Regions from separate parts of the Zea mays genome. Here all the other regions are linked to region 2. Evidence: chromatin contacts called from public Hi-C data. All regions are on one chromosome and are shown on one strand. The core of a region is the stretch at or near the end of the contact, and the rest is flanking DNA. Distances in the headings are between cores, read along the strand shown. Region 1 holds the start of LOC103654817 (cytochrome P450 734A2). Region 2 holds the start of LOC103654819 (peptidyl-prolyl cis-trans isomerase CYP95). Region 3 holds the start of LOC100191579. Region 4 holds the start of LOC606475.

The links. Hi-C and Micro-C count contacts between places; a contact is called where the count stands out from the background.
Region 1: a Hi-C map of bundle sheath shows a contact between it and region 2, with 2.7 times the contacts expected there. The contact joins the promoter of LOC103654817 here to the promoter of LOC103654819 in region 2. A contact is called at or near these places in 13 of 25 Hi-C or Micro-C datasets (bundle sheath, ear, endosperm and 4 more) and 1 of 3 datasets of contacts at active chromatin or transcription factors (leaf).
Region 3: a contact with region 2 is called in a Hi-C map of tassel, with 2.3 times the contacts expected there. The contact joins the promoter of LOC100191579 here to the promoter of LOC103654819 in region 2. A contact is called at or near these places in 4 of 25 Hi-C or Micro-C datasets (ear, leaf and tassel).
Region 4: a Hi-C map of ear shows a contact between it and region 2, with 2.7 times the contacts expected there. The contact joins the promoter of LOC606475 here to the promoter of LOC103654819 in region 2. A contact is called at or near these places in 7 of 25 Hi-C or Micro-C datasets (ear, endosperm, leaf and 1 more).

The regions. Positions count from the first base shown.
Region 1 is chr4:239,978,516-239,981,614 of Zm-B73-REFERENCE-NAM-5.0, reverse strand. It overlaps LOC103654817 (cytochrome P450 734A2), which reads right to left and starts at 1,689. Exons shown (of 5, transcript XM_008681641.3): 1 at 1,209-1,689; 2 at 336-559; 3 at 1-237. The coding sequence starts at 1,521.
Region 2 is chr4:240,219,644-240,222,619 of Zm-B73-REFERENCE-NAM-5.0, reverse strand. LOC103654819 (peptidyl-prolyl cis-trans isomerase CYP95) reads left to right here and starts at 1,436. Exons shown (of 14, transcript XM_035967552.1): 1 at 1,436-1,824.
Region 3 is chr4:240,429,672-240,432,959 of Zm-B73-REFERENCE-NAM-5.0, reverse strand. It overlaps LOC100191579, which reads right to left and starts at 1,557. Exons shown (of 8, transcript NM_001137009.1): 1 at 1,352-1,557; 2 at 1,098-1,226; 3 at 509-624. The coding sequence starts at 1,447. It also overlaps the pseudogene LOC100533160.
Region 4 is chr4:240,378,031-240,381,317 of Zm-B73-REFERENCE-NAM-5.0, reverse strand. It overlaps LOC606475, which reads right to left and starts at 1,664. Exons shown (of 5, transcript NM_001309486.1): 1 at 1,549-1,664; 2 at 1,395-1,425.

The DNA.
Region 1 (3,099 bases), core at 440-2,939, 240 kb after region 2:
CAGGACCTTGCGGAAGGCCTCGGAGGCGTAGGCCATCAGGCGGCCCTGCATGGCGAACACGACGCGGCCGTCGTCGTAGCTGCGGCCGAAGGTGGCGCGCGTGATGGCCTCCTCCGTGACCGCCTGGAACCACTCCGCGACGTCCACCTCCACCTCGCCGCTCGAGGAGGCGGACGCCATGGCGCGCCACTTCTCCGCCAGAGCCGCCACCGACCGGCCGACGTGGGGCACCAGCCGCTGCCAGAGAGGACCAACAAGAACAAGGCGCGCGTCAGGCACCGCACAACGGACTGCTCAGAGCAGAGCAGAGCGGCATGGAAAAGCCTCTGTCTTACTTTGAGGTTGTCCGGGTAGAAGGCGTCGGCGAGGACGCGGCGGTGGAGCGCCCACTTGTCGCCGTGGAGGCTGACGAGGCCGTCGCCCTCGAGCTGGCGCACCACCGGGTGCGCCTCGTAGCGGTCGAACGCCTCCGCGCGCGTCAGGAAGATCTCGCGCACCAGCTCCGGCTCCGCCACCGTCAGGCGCGGCGTCGGCCCGAACCAGATCAAGAAGTTCGGTCCTGCGCATGTGGAGAACGCCGCCGGTCAATCAGCCAACCATTACCAACCAACTGATCGTCCAACCGTGGATTGCCAAGAACACAAAGACCAAAGGAAAAGAGAAAGAAAGAAAGAAAAAGACTTTGGACTTGTGCTGCGCTGGTTTTCTCCCATGTGCTCCGCTCATGATCCAAAGCCCAGCTCCATTGAATGCAAGAGCCAGAGGGGCAAGCAAGGCAAGGCGAGCAGGGGCAGGGGAAGGACAAGAGCTAGCAGGCAGCATGGGGCATGGCATGGCAGCAACTGAAGTGAGATAGAGAGAGTCTGGAGAAAGAAGGGAGAGGGAGTAAACACCATGAGCGCAATTGGACAGAGAGAGAGAGACTAAGAGAGAGAGAGAGAAGAGCTGCGCTGTGCTCTGCTGACAACAAGAGACAAAAGCTGAGCCCCTGGTCGCAAACAGACATGCACAGGGGAGCAATTCTGCAGGACAGAGAGAGAGAAAGAGGGGCGCCGGAAAGCGGACACGGAGGGAACAGATCACGGAGATGCAACCAAAAAGATGAGCAATCAAACGGAAAGGGGGGAGCACATGCTCGGCGACGCAACACATGGGCGAAAGCGAGAGGTGGGACGTGGGAGAGAGAGAGGCCAAGCCAGGGCACGCACCGTAGATCTTCCGCCAGTAGTGGTAGAAGGCGAGCACGCGGGGCAGCGCGTTGTGGGAGGTTGGCGGCGACATGGGCTTGGACGAGGCCTCCGCCATGAGCCCCACCATCTCCTTCACGGACCCCAGCAGGAACCGGTACGGCGGCCCGCGCACGCCCTGCGCCGCGAAGTGCGCCTCCAGGCGCCGGGGCCGCCACCACAGCGCGTCCGCCACGCGCGCCGCCACGTGCAGCGCCAGCCAAGCGAGAACGGCGACCGCCGCCGCTCGCCACGACAGCCAGCCCGCGCCGGCCGCGTCCATGTCCTCCCCCATTGCAGCCTGAGTCTTTGTTTCCTGCCCCCTTAATTGCTTCTTGGAATGGAACCAAGCAGGGCGGAGCTGGCTCTCTGGTAATAGCCGTGCGCTTGTGTGCCACGCACGCAGAGACAGAGGATTTCGAAAGAAACGGTGGTGGTAATGGCTGAAGGGTTCTGTGATGAGAAGGGAAGGCAAGGGAAGGAAGGGTAGGGCGGTTATATAGTGGTGGGGAGGTCGCCGGGGAGAGGCCGTTCCGGCGGGCGATGGAGACGGGAGGGAGCGCAGGAATGACTGATGAGAGAGGAAAGGAAGAATTTTTGTTTTGGAGCTGGTGGGTTGTAAGGGTCAACGGGTGGCCTTCGTCACTTTATTTAGGGGGTGTTTGGTTTCTAGGGACTAATGTTTAGTCCCTTCATTTTATTCCTTTTTAGTGTATAAATTGGTAAATATAGAAACTAAAATAAAGTTTTAGTTTCTATATTTGGTAATTTTAGAACTAAAATAGAATAAAATCTAGGGACTAAACATTAGTCCCTAGAAACCAAACACACCCTTAATTGACCATGTTGGATGGAGGGATGGCGTGTGGCTTGACATGTTTAGAAAATTTCATGTTTAGTCCCAACAAAACTTTCAAAATCCATGTCCAAAAACAAGTAAAACCATTTCTCAAAAAAAGAGAAATCATGCGCCAACAATCTCACTATTTACTATGAAACTTCTAGAAGAGACTCCACCAAAATCTTCGATAAACGCTAGAAGGAAAAAGATAAGTCGTAAAAAAACAGTAGTCTATAACACTATATAATCCATAATCCACTGGTTTATATTTTACAATACTTATCTAATCAAATCACTCTACGCTATCTTTACTGAATACACCAAACAAATTATACTCAGACTTAACACACCATCAAAATCAATGGTTCAAATTTCTAGGTAACCTTCTCTCCCTTACCCACTCAAATCAAATGCACGATATTGTTTGAATCATCTGTCATCTATCCCCTCCCTCACGACCTCACCGCCCCTCCCCTCCCTTGTACTGTCACCATCGTCGTCGACCCCTCCTCTCCCCTCCATGGGATCATAGTGTCATCACGAGCTATGTGCTGGTCTAGGAAGTAAGTTCGATGCCGACGGTGGACTTCCTGTTGCTGACACTTTCATCAACATATATAGAATAAACATTGTGTCGATAGCCTCTCTTGATTATTTCTCCTTTACCATGTAGATTGCCACCCATAAATATTTTATTGGCCGACATAACATCTGCAAGAGAACAATCTCAATGTATGGCACGTCCAAGCTTAGATCAAACTTGCAGGTGAATCCATTCAATGATCAGAAAGGCAACAATTGGACTATGTGGCTTATTGTGTAGGCATACCTCATCTTCTTTCGACAATTATCTCCTTCGAAAATGAGCTTGCTTGGTATTGATGAATTGAAGTAGCATCTAGAACTTCTTGTTTAGGGTTTGTTCGGTTAGAAGTGAATTGAAGGAGATTACATCCCTTGCTAGACAAAATTAAATGGAAAGAGATTTAATCTCCCTCAATCCTGTTCTACTCCCATGCTCAATCTCATTCT
Region 2 (2,976 bases), core at 187-2,686:
GTTGGAGCCATTTTTTGTTACTATTCCCCTAAATCAAAATATAGGATGTATTTTAGGTAACTAATGCAGATGCTCTAAGCTATGGCCAGCATATCATGTATATGACCTTATAAAGGGCCCCTTTGGCATGGCTCCTTGGGCGGCTCCAGCTCGGGCTCATCGTGAAGCCCTACCAAACGGTCATAAAACGACTTCTTGTCGAGAGCCCTCGAGGAGCTAGAGTCGTTTTCGTGTTGGGAGCCGAAGCACAAAAAATGTGGTTTCTATCGGCTCCTCATTCATTTCCCTAATACATCATTCGAAAGAAACACAAGAGAAACTGTTTAGCCAAACGAATTACAAAACAACTCTAGCTCCTCCTGAGAAGCCAAAGAGCTAGAGGACCTAAAGTTGAAACTCTTTTCAGAGGAACCGGAGCCCTGCCAAAAGGGGACAAAATACCGCTTTGTACCATGTTTCAAATGAAGTTGCTAGAGCTTGAACCGCATCTCCCATCCTGGATTCGGCCAGATCCTCTGTTGTAATGTCCGACCGCTGCTAGGTGGGGCCTGGCCGTGGCCGGCCCACGCGTCAGCCAGTCGGCGGCGACTACAGGGCTGATTGGTTGCCTAGACGTGCCCAGGCTCACTTCATGCATTAATCTACGAGAGGGTGATTAGTTGCCTATGCTACGAGTAGAGATGGCAATAGATAAATACCTACTGGGTATTACTATCCCACACTCATATCCGCGACAAAAAGTAACCTCGTTGGGTCACCTATATCCAATGGTAGGTATGGATTTACTCTCATACCCATACCCATGTGATTATAGATCACCCGTTGGGTCACCTGTACCTATAAAGATTAAACATATATCAAAATAATACATCATACAAACGTCAAGTATATCAATCTAAATGCCATTACAAAATTTCGAGCACCATTCAATCATCCATTCAACACTCTATTCAACACACACCATATATAATTGGATAAAGTAGCAACACTAAGATAATACCACATAACACATTACATGTTTCATTACATGGTTATCAAATAGCTGTTAAGCCTTCTATTACATCATCACAAAAAAGTTTGTTAAATAGTTAAAATATATGGATTATCGAGGCCTAAGTTTACACTTTTATATTGGGTATTTTATACCCATGTGTTAACAGGTATAGATGAGGCCGAAGCGTTCTAATATTTTTACGTACTGAGTGAAGTTTTTGTCTAATAAAAAACTCATAAATAGAATATTTAGACCATATACGTATGGATAAATAATCACGAGTCACCGGATCTGGTAACTATTGCCATATTTAGCTGTGAGAAACCGATCTACCTGCAGGTAGGCACTTTTCCACCGCTCTGCCTCACTGCCTGCATGCAAGGCGGGCGGGACCTTCGCCGTCCGTCCAACCGGCCCGAGCCCAGCGCCAGAGAGCACGCGTACCAATCACACCCTACGCCGTCGGCCGAGGATCCGGACCCGGACCCGGACTCCATGTCGCCTGACCACACTGTCACCACCATGAGGGCCCACATGCAGTGCATCCAGGACTAGCATTCAACGCTCCACGTGTCGGGGACAGAACTGTAATTGGCCCTGTCGCAGGGCTCTCAGGGAGCCAGGCTGCCAGGGTACTTGGCCGCTGCGCTCCTCCACTCCCCTATTCCCCACATCACTCCGCTTTTGCGGCCGCTTGTGGCGGTGCCTTCCACGGGGCTGCGGCTGCGCTCCGCCGGAGCGAGCAAATATCCTTGCCCCCACGAGACCCTCGCACAGTCGCACCTCTCCGACGTGACCGGCGCCGTAGAACCACCGGGTCTTCCCTTGTGGTTCGTGCTCTCCCTCTCTACCCGGGTCCCGGGCTGCTCCCCTCTACTTCGCAATCGCTGGATCGCACGCCAAGGGCCTGGCTTGCGCGTTTCGATCTGCATGGCCAGAGTGTTTCATGCGCGTTTGGGCTCTCTGATGTTTGGATGGGGAGGAGGTTCCAGGGTTTGGGGTTGAGTTCGCGATAGGGTTTTGGGGGGTTTGTAGGGATTTTCAGGGTTTGCGGTGTTGTGCACGGATCCTGATCTGGGGCCAGGATTGTTTGTCTAGATTCCTGCCGTTGCACCAGGATGTCTCTCTGCGTGATTACTGGTTACTCAAGTTAGTGTTGGCTGGCACCGTGCGATGTAGGCTGCAGCGCTGTCGGAGTCAGTAGGGGGGGGGGGGGGGGGGGGCTGGCGCATGCTGAACGGATGCCCCCATGATTATTTTTTCATTGACTTCAGTGCATGCTTTAATATTTATTTCATGGATTAACTGATTTGAGCCCCATATAATCATATAATTCTAGCTCCATCACTGGCAGTGGAACAGATGTACGAAACTTGAACAGGCGTAATGATATACTATTATTAACTAGCAAACATGTTCGTGCTTTGCAATGGAACACACTTTGGAACTGGACTGTATGCTCACTTTTCTAATTCGTATGAGCAGAGGTCGTGAGTTTTAGGTCACGGACGGGATATTAAACCAATTATGACTCTAGTCGTACTACTCTTAAAATTGGTGAGAACTGTGCTTGGGGGAGTGTAGGGACAGACTGACCAAGAGAGAGAGAGAGAGAGAGAGACTAAGAGAGAGTGATGGATCAAAATTTGGAGGAAGAAATTTCCACTCTTTAATTTTATAATAATATATAAATATATAAGTAAAGATTTATTATTATTAAGTGATTTATGACAAGGCCATGAACTTCTAGATGAATGTTCTCTGATGTTCTTGTCTTGCCTCGTTGCTTGTTTGCAATGGCTATTTATTGTAAAATCTGGTTTTTGCTAGTAGAATTGGGTACTGTGCTTGTTGCATCTGCATATCCTCTACTCCATGCTTGCGAGTTTCTTTTAGAAGGATGCAAAAGAAACTGCATTTATGTGTTTTGTGAGTAGTAGGAAAAGTATAGTTCTGCAGCTATTTAACTATGTAAGCGCATG
Region 3 (3,288 bases), core at 308-2,807, 210 kb before region 2:
AAAACAGCGTTGTGGGTCGTGTTTTCTCCATGTTAGTCGGTGATCCTTAGTTAGTCTCTAGTGTTGGGGTGTGTGTGCTGTAATGGGGTTCTCTCCCCCTTTCTTATTCTTCTATTAATAGAAAGATGCGCAGCTCTCCTGCGTATTCCAGAAAAAAAAATCACAATCCTAGAAGCCTAACATATTTATCATATATATGATACATAGTGGTATCATATAGCAGCAAATAAGCATGCTTGCTAATGTAAGATGCATAATCAATATCAAGTTTCTGAAACCATAAAGCTGATAATACATAATACTTCTACCGTACACTCATCAATGGTTTAGGACTCGATCAACTTAAAAGGAATATGTAAAAGAGTTGTCAAAACAACAACAAAAGCATTGACGAAACTATTTTCGTGCATTTCCATGTGCCTGGAAGCTATAGAACAGAATATAGCAGCAATATAATTTAAATGCAAAAAATCAGCACTACATTATAGTTACAAGTAGAGTTACTCACACTGCCTTGCAAGCACCAGGAACATGATACTTGAAATGCATTTTTCCCAGCCAATACCTCGCATGTGTATTACCATTGTCAATCTCCAAAGCCAGCTCAAAGTTTTCCTTAGCGCCCTTTACACATGAAGAAAGTTATGTAAAACAAGATGTTAAGACCATTAGTTAAAAAACATTGTCAAGCAGGTGGCCATGAGAGGTTCAACTTAAAAAAGTTAAGCCGGTTAAAAGAACAAGATCAGTGTGATCTAGTGGAATATCTCCACTACACAACTCCAGCCGATTAAGGCCTTGTTCGTTTCTATCAGATTGTACCCGGAATCGTTCCAGTTAATTAAAGTTTATATAAATTAGAGAAGCAATCCGGTTAGGAATCGTTCCGACCCACCAATCCGGCACAAACGAACAAGGCCTAATTCACGGAATATGAAGAGAACTCGTTGCCCCCAAGTTCTCTGTCAATGCTGGAGATATCACAAAATTCAACTAACTAGGCTACAATAAGTGAACCTTTTTTTTGACGGATTAGGTGTTCCCTCATCTCATTGCAGAAAAATGGGAGCGGAAAGAAGATAAACCCTAAGCCGTACCCTTAGAAGCGGGATGAGGCGCTTGTCGTTGAGATCGGCGTAGTCGATGACGCGGTCGACCTCCTGGAGCGCACTCCATCCCTTGGCCACCAGCTCCATCGCCTTCTTGTTCCTGTCGTGCATCCACCTCTGCAACCAGACAACAAAATAAGAAATATACCGCTTCAGGATTTCAGTTCATCACCAGCGCCACTACTATAAAACATGGCTATCATCATATGAGATCCACCCACGTCCCAATTGACGCGCCTAACCTGTTGGTTCAGTACGGCGGCGAGCTGGCTGGAGCGCATGGAAGAAGAGGAAAACGAGGCGGCGGCGGACAGCCGCCGCGCCGACGCCGCAAGCATGACGGCGCGTTGGCCACGGAGAGCGGCGCGGAGGCCTAGCCGGCGGCTACAGCTGGTGCTCCAGCGGCGACGCCACCCCGCACTCCCGTCGTCTTCGTGTTCTTCCAGCGGCTGCGGCCCTGCAGGCGAGGTGAGCACGGAAGCAGCGGGGTACCTAGGAACGCCGAATGTCCTATCCGTCCTCGCGTAAAATATTTTTTTTTCGATATCTCATTTTTTCCTTTATACATTAAACATCTATATTAACAACATATTTCCTTATTATTAACGGACGGCGCCTACTAGCTCATTCACGTCGTCAGAAAACTTTGTAGCCGTTCGATGATGGATCATTAGTCCATCTTCCTTGCTCTCTCATACGCCCCTCGTACTTATCGCCTCTAGAGACTTCCAAGTGACGCTAGCGTCAGCCTCGTCTCGCTCGTTTTGCTCCGTCTCTCTTCCTCCTCACTTCCCACCCACCCTCGTTTTGCTCCGTCTCTCTTCCTCCTCACTTCCCACCCACCCTCGCTCGTTTTGTTCTGTCTCTCTTTCTCCTCACTCCCTCCGTCGATCCTCTGCAGCTTGCATCGGTCGACCAGTAGTCTTCCACTGTAATCGCCTCTCATTATTCTTTCTGCCACGCTCCTCTTCGTCCTTACTCCCTCCGTCTTGTCTATCTGTAGCCACTTCGTCTTCCTACGTTTTTGCCAGGTTAGAAAAAGGCATGTTTTCTTTTTTCCCGATACTTTGTCCTTCTAGCAGATCTAGTTCCTTCTGCTTCACATTTATTGGATCTGTTAGTCGCTTCTTACGATTCGCATCTTAGATTTTTGGATTCGTTGGGCGCCTTAAACCGCAACCATATTTCTCCTCTAAGGTCTGTGTCTTGTCTTCGGCGTGAAAAGTGAATCACCCCACCTCCAAAAAATTACTTTGCCCCCCCCCCCATGTTACAGTTAACGTTCTTCGCTCCTTACTCTCTGCGTGTTATTTCATATTTACACAGTACATGGATGAATATTCTTTCGAAAAAAGATGTTAAGTAACTTAGTGACTCTCCTTAACACTGTAGGATTTGAGGCTGTCATAGTATGCTCTCTGACCGTGCTGGCGGGAGGAAGGAGGTGTGTATATAGTTTTCTTGCATTATTTTCCTGTGACTATTCTCATCCCTCCTATATGTTCTTTCAGATGATTTAAGTTCTCTGCGTTTATAACCAGAAAGAGGAGGATAATCCAATCATGGTAACTAAATAGTAGGTAGTAATGTTTCACGGTAAATCACAGTGCTCGAATGCGATATGATCTTTGACTCGGAGTATTGAAGACTAATTTAGTTTGAGTTTGAGATTAGTTGTTTTTGTCATTAATAAACTCACATTGGCATCTGGTTACGAGCTCACTACTAGATTTTAGATCTCCAGTTTTGGTGTACTTTTGCTGCATGTGTCTCCCAGAGTTGCAGATTTGCAGGTAGCACCTGATTCTTTTTTATTTTTGGATTGAGATACAGTGAAATTTATATTTGCCTGTTCCCACCATACTGTAATATGAATACAAGGATGGCTTGATCTGGCAAGTGCTCGCCATTCTATGGGCCCATCATGCTTTTCGAGTACACTGTTTGATCACAAGGAGCGGTCTGCTGCCACTAAACTTCAAGTTGTTGATCATGATGGCCTGAAAAATTATCGGGTAAATGACTTCTCTACTATTTGAGTTAACTGATGCTATCTATCTATCAACATTGCAGAACTAATTCTAGATTTTAGGAATGCTTTTGTTTCTCTTGAATTTGGTTCCTCGGTTCAAGTTTTGTTTTTACTGAAGCATACATTTATATAAAATTAGAATGTCAA
Region 4 (3,287 bases), core at 415-2,914, 160 kb before region 2:
ACCAGGATATATTACTCAGCACAGCATTGCATCCAGTGATCCAGCCACTACCTAGACTGGAGCCAGCATACTGGTCAAACATTCACAAATGATCCACTGCAGTCCCAAATCATCAATTTTCTGAACTTAAACCCCCGCTTTTGCAAGGGATTGGTTAAGTACGCTCTCCTTCCTATAAAATGAATCATTAGGTGCACTTGCATGCTATATCTTTGTATCTAGGATTCCAAAGACCATGCAGAGCACCTCTTTCCGGCTTGTACTCCTTCACTGACATGAATCCAAACAATTAACGTATATATTGGTTGTTTCGTTCCCTTTTGTGCTGCTTGCCTGACTGAGCCACAAAGCAACGAGGCGGCACACGAGTGGGCCACAGATGGGCACTACCTAAGACAGAGAGCAATATAATAGGTTCAACGTTGCATGGACTCTAATTATATTGTTACAGATTCTATGCACAGGCCATCGAGTGCGGCATGTGTGGTGTGTTCATGCAGCACACTTGCCATCCTGTAGTTTCTTCGTGACGTAATCGGTCCTCGACGAGGATAAAGTCAGTCAGTCAGCCAGTTTAGCTGACCAGCTTTCTTGTGTAGTCTCGATGCAGATTCAGTGATTGTGTACATCGCATTGCATTGCATCATAGAGGTGCACATAAAGATCTCTATTGCACGGTGGCCCATCAGGGACATCAAAGCAAATGATGTATGAAGTTTGGGTAGATAAGACCAGAACGGTGCGCAGCATGATGGCACAACTCAACTGAATGACTCATGCAATGGGACCATAATAATGGTCAAATACAGTCATATAGCATAATTTCAGATAATGCAGAAACAGACAGTCCATCACAACCTTGTAACTAAGCATCCCCTATTCTATCCTCTATTTCAAACTAACAGTATCAAACAGTGTCATCTACAGTTCCAAGGAAAGTATTTTCCACTGCCCATATTTTCCATGGAGACAGTCTGACAGACCCATTTCCCGAAAGACAAAGAGCACTACTGAAACCTTCAGATTTCCTCCACGGCTCACGGCGGCAAAAGCCCCCAGATTCCCTCGTATCAGATGCCATGCCATAGCTGTCGACTAATCATCGGCCGCACGAATCTCAAGGACACGCCCCCTCAACCCCGGTCCCAAAAACCTCCCGCGCGCAAACGAGGATAACAACGGGAGAGGAGAGCACGAGAGAGACGGCAGCCAAACCAACGAGTATTGGCAACGTTTTGCATCCAAATCCCTACAGATCGATCCAACCCTCGCGGGCAAGAATAACAAAAAAAAATCCAGCAAAAACAACCGATCGCGTGATGCCGTCAAAAGCAACAAATCCAACAGACCCAACCACGATGATACGAACAAGGGAAGGAGACGGACGTGTGTACCTGAGCCCCGATCCTCCTCGACTCCTCGCGACTGGCAGACGGCGGCGCGTCGGCAGAGAGGACGGAAACGATCTCGTCAGGATCGACGGCGGAAGAACCCAAACAAAACGAAACGAAACGTGAGGGGATTGAGAAGAGGGGTCCGAAAACCTACCTCGCGTCGCCTCGTCTCGTCTCGTCTCCGCAAGAACAAAACAACAGTTTTTTTTTCTTTGCGTTCGCGTGCGTATTTGTTCGCCTGATCGGTGGGAGAGGAAGGGACGCGAGGCACCGACGTCGAGGCGGGTCAAAGGGCAGCGCCGGCCGGTCCCACGAGTCGGTGGCAGCGGGAAACCGCGCGCGGTGCCAGTGCCGTGGCTTTCGTGGAAGCCAACCAAGTGTCCAGCTGGTGACGTGATTTGTGTGACTCAAGGACAGGTGGGCCGATTTGCTAGGCCCACACGGAAAGGGCTGCACCGTGCACGGGCTTGGGCAGGATCGTTGGAATTATGGTGTAGTTGTGTACAAATACAACTGCTGTTTTTTTTTAAGGAAAAGATTTATTGAAGTTTCTACTTATACTTTTGATTTATTACGAGAAACAATTAAACTGATAAGCTACTATAAAAACGCCCATCTTTTGCTTAAATCTGTAAAAAATATCTGAAATAAGTTGTACCAAACAAGACCAATATTGGGACATGAAAATTTGAAAGCCATGTTCTAAATCTAAAATAGTAGGATCTAATATTTTTATTTAAAATAATCAATAACAAACTAAAACTTGCAATAACATATAGTGTAATAGAATATATAAAGAAAATATCTATTTTATTTGAATAACATCGTTTTTGGTGGGTTTTTAAATAATATATTCTACAATATGTTTATATTCAATCTTCTCCATAGCTTTAATCGCGAGTGCTATTCTACTAAATATCATGTATTTGTTGTGTCATACTATAACACAAATATAAATTTAGTAGGTTTAATTTAGAGAAACTTCATTCACGCACGCGAACATGTATTAGAATCCTATGAAGATTCATTCTTTGTTCCGCTTTGACGCAACGGTAGGGTAGGAAGGAAGATAGATGTTGCATATTAACATATGTTGTATAAGATTATAAGGGCTAGTTTTGGAACATCATTTTCCCAAGAGATTCATATTTTCCCAAGTAGGAATCCTTTGGAAAAATGGTATTCTGAAACTAACCCTAAAACCAGGGACCAAGCTACACTATAGGTAGCGGATGCAAATGCACCCCAAAAAAATATAAAATCTATAAAATTGGTTAAAATTTTACCATATATGCGCCCGTAAAATAAATTCTTATGTATCCACAAGTCAAATGCACCATCCTTAATTTTGCTCTAGCTTCACCGCTGCCTAAAACTAGAACAATCTGATAATTTTGGGACTCTTAATTTTTTGAGGCTTGCAAGTGCACTGCTCGCACATAGCCCGGGCCTAAGAGCCTTCGTAGAAGAATATAAGATTGTCTCCAACAATAGTCTGTAAACTGTTTTGTCCGGTATATTTAGCTGTCGGCGTTTCGAGACCGGGGGGTCCCTAGGCCGACGAGTGAAATGTCGCCGCGTGCCCCAGCCCAGATGGGTCGGCGCGAGGCCGAGCGCGAAGGGGGGAGAAAGGTGGCCGGAGTCGGGCGTGAGAGAGGTGGAAATCCCGCGGCCTTCGTGTTCGTCCCGCGCCCAGGTCGGGTGCGCTTGCAGTAGGGGATTACGCGTCCACGCGGGTGAGGGAGCGAGCGGCCTTACGCGAGCGCCTGTCTCGTCCTCGTCCCCGCGCGGCCAACCCTCTCTAAGAGGGCCCTGGTCCTTCCTTTTATAGACGTAAGGAGAGGACCCAAGTGTACAATGGGAGGTGTAGCAGAGTGCTACGTGTCTAGCGGA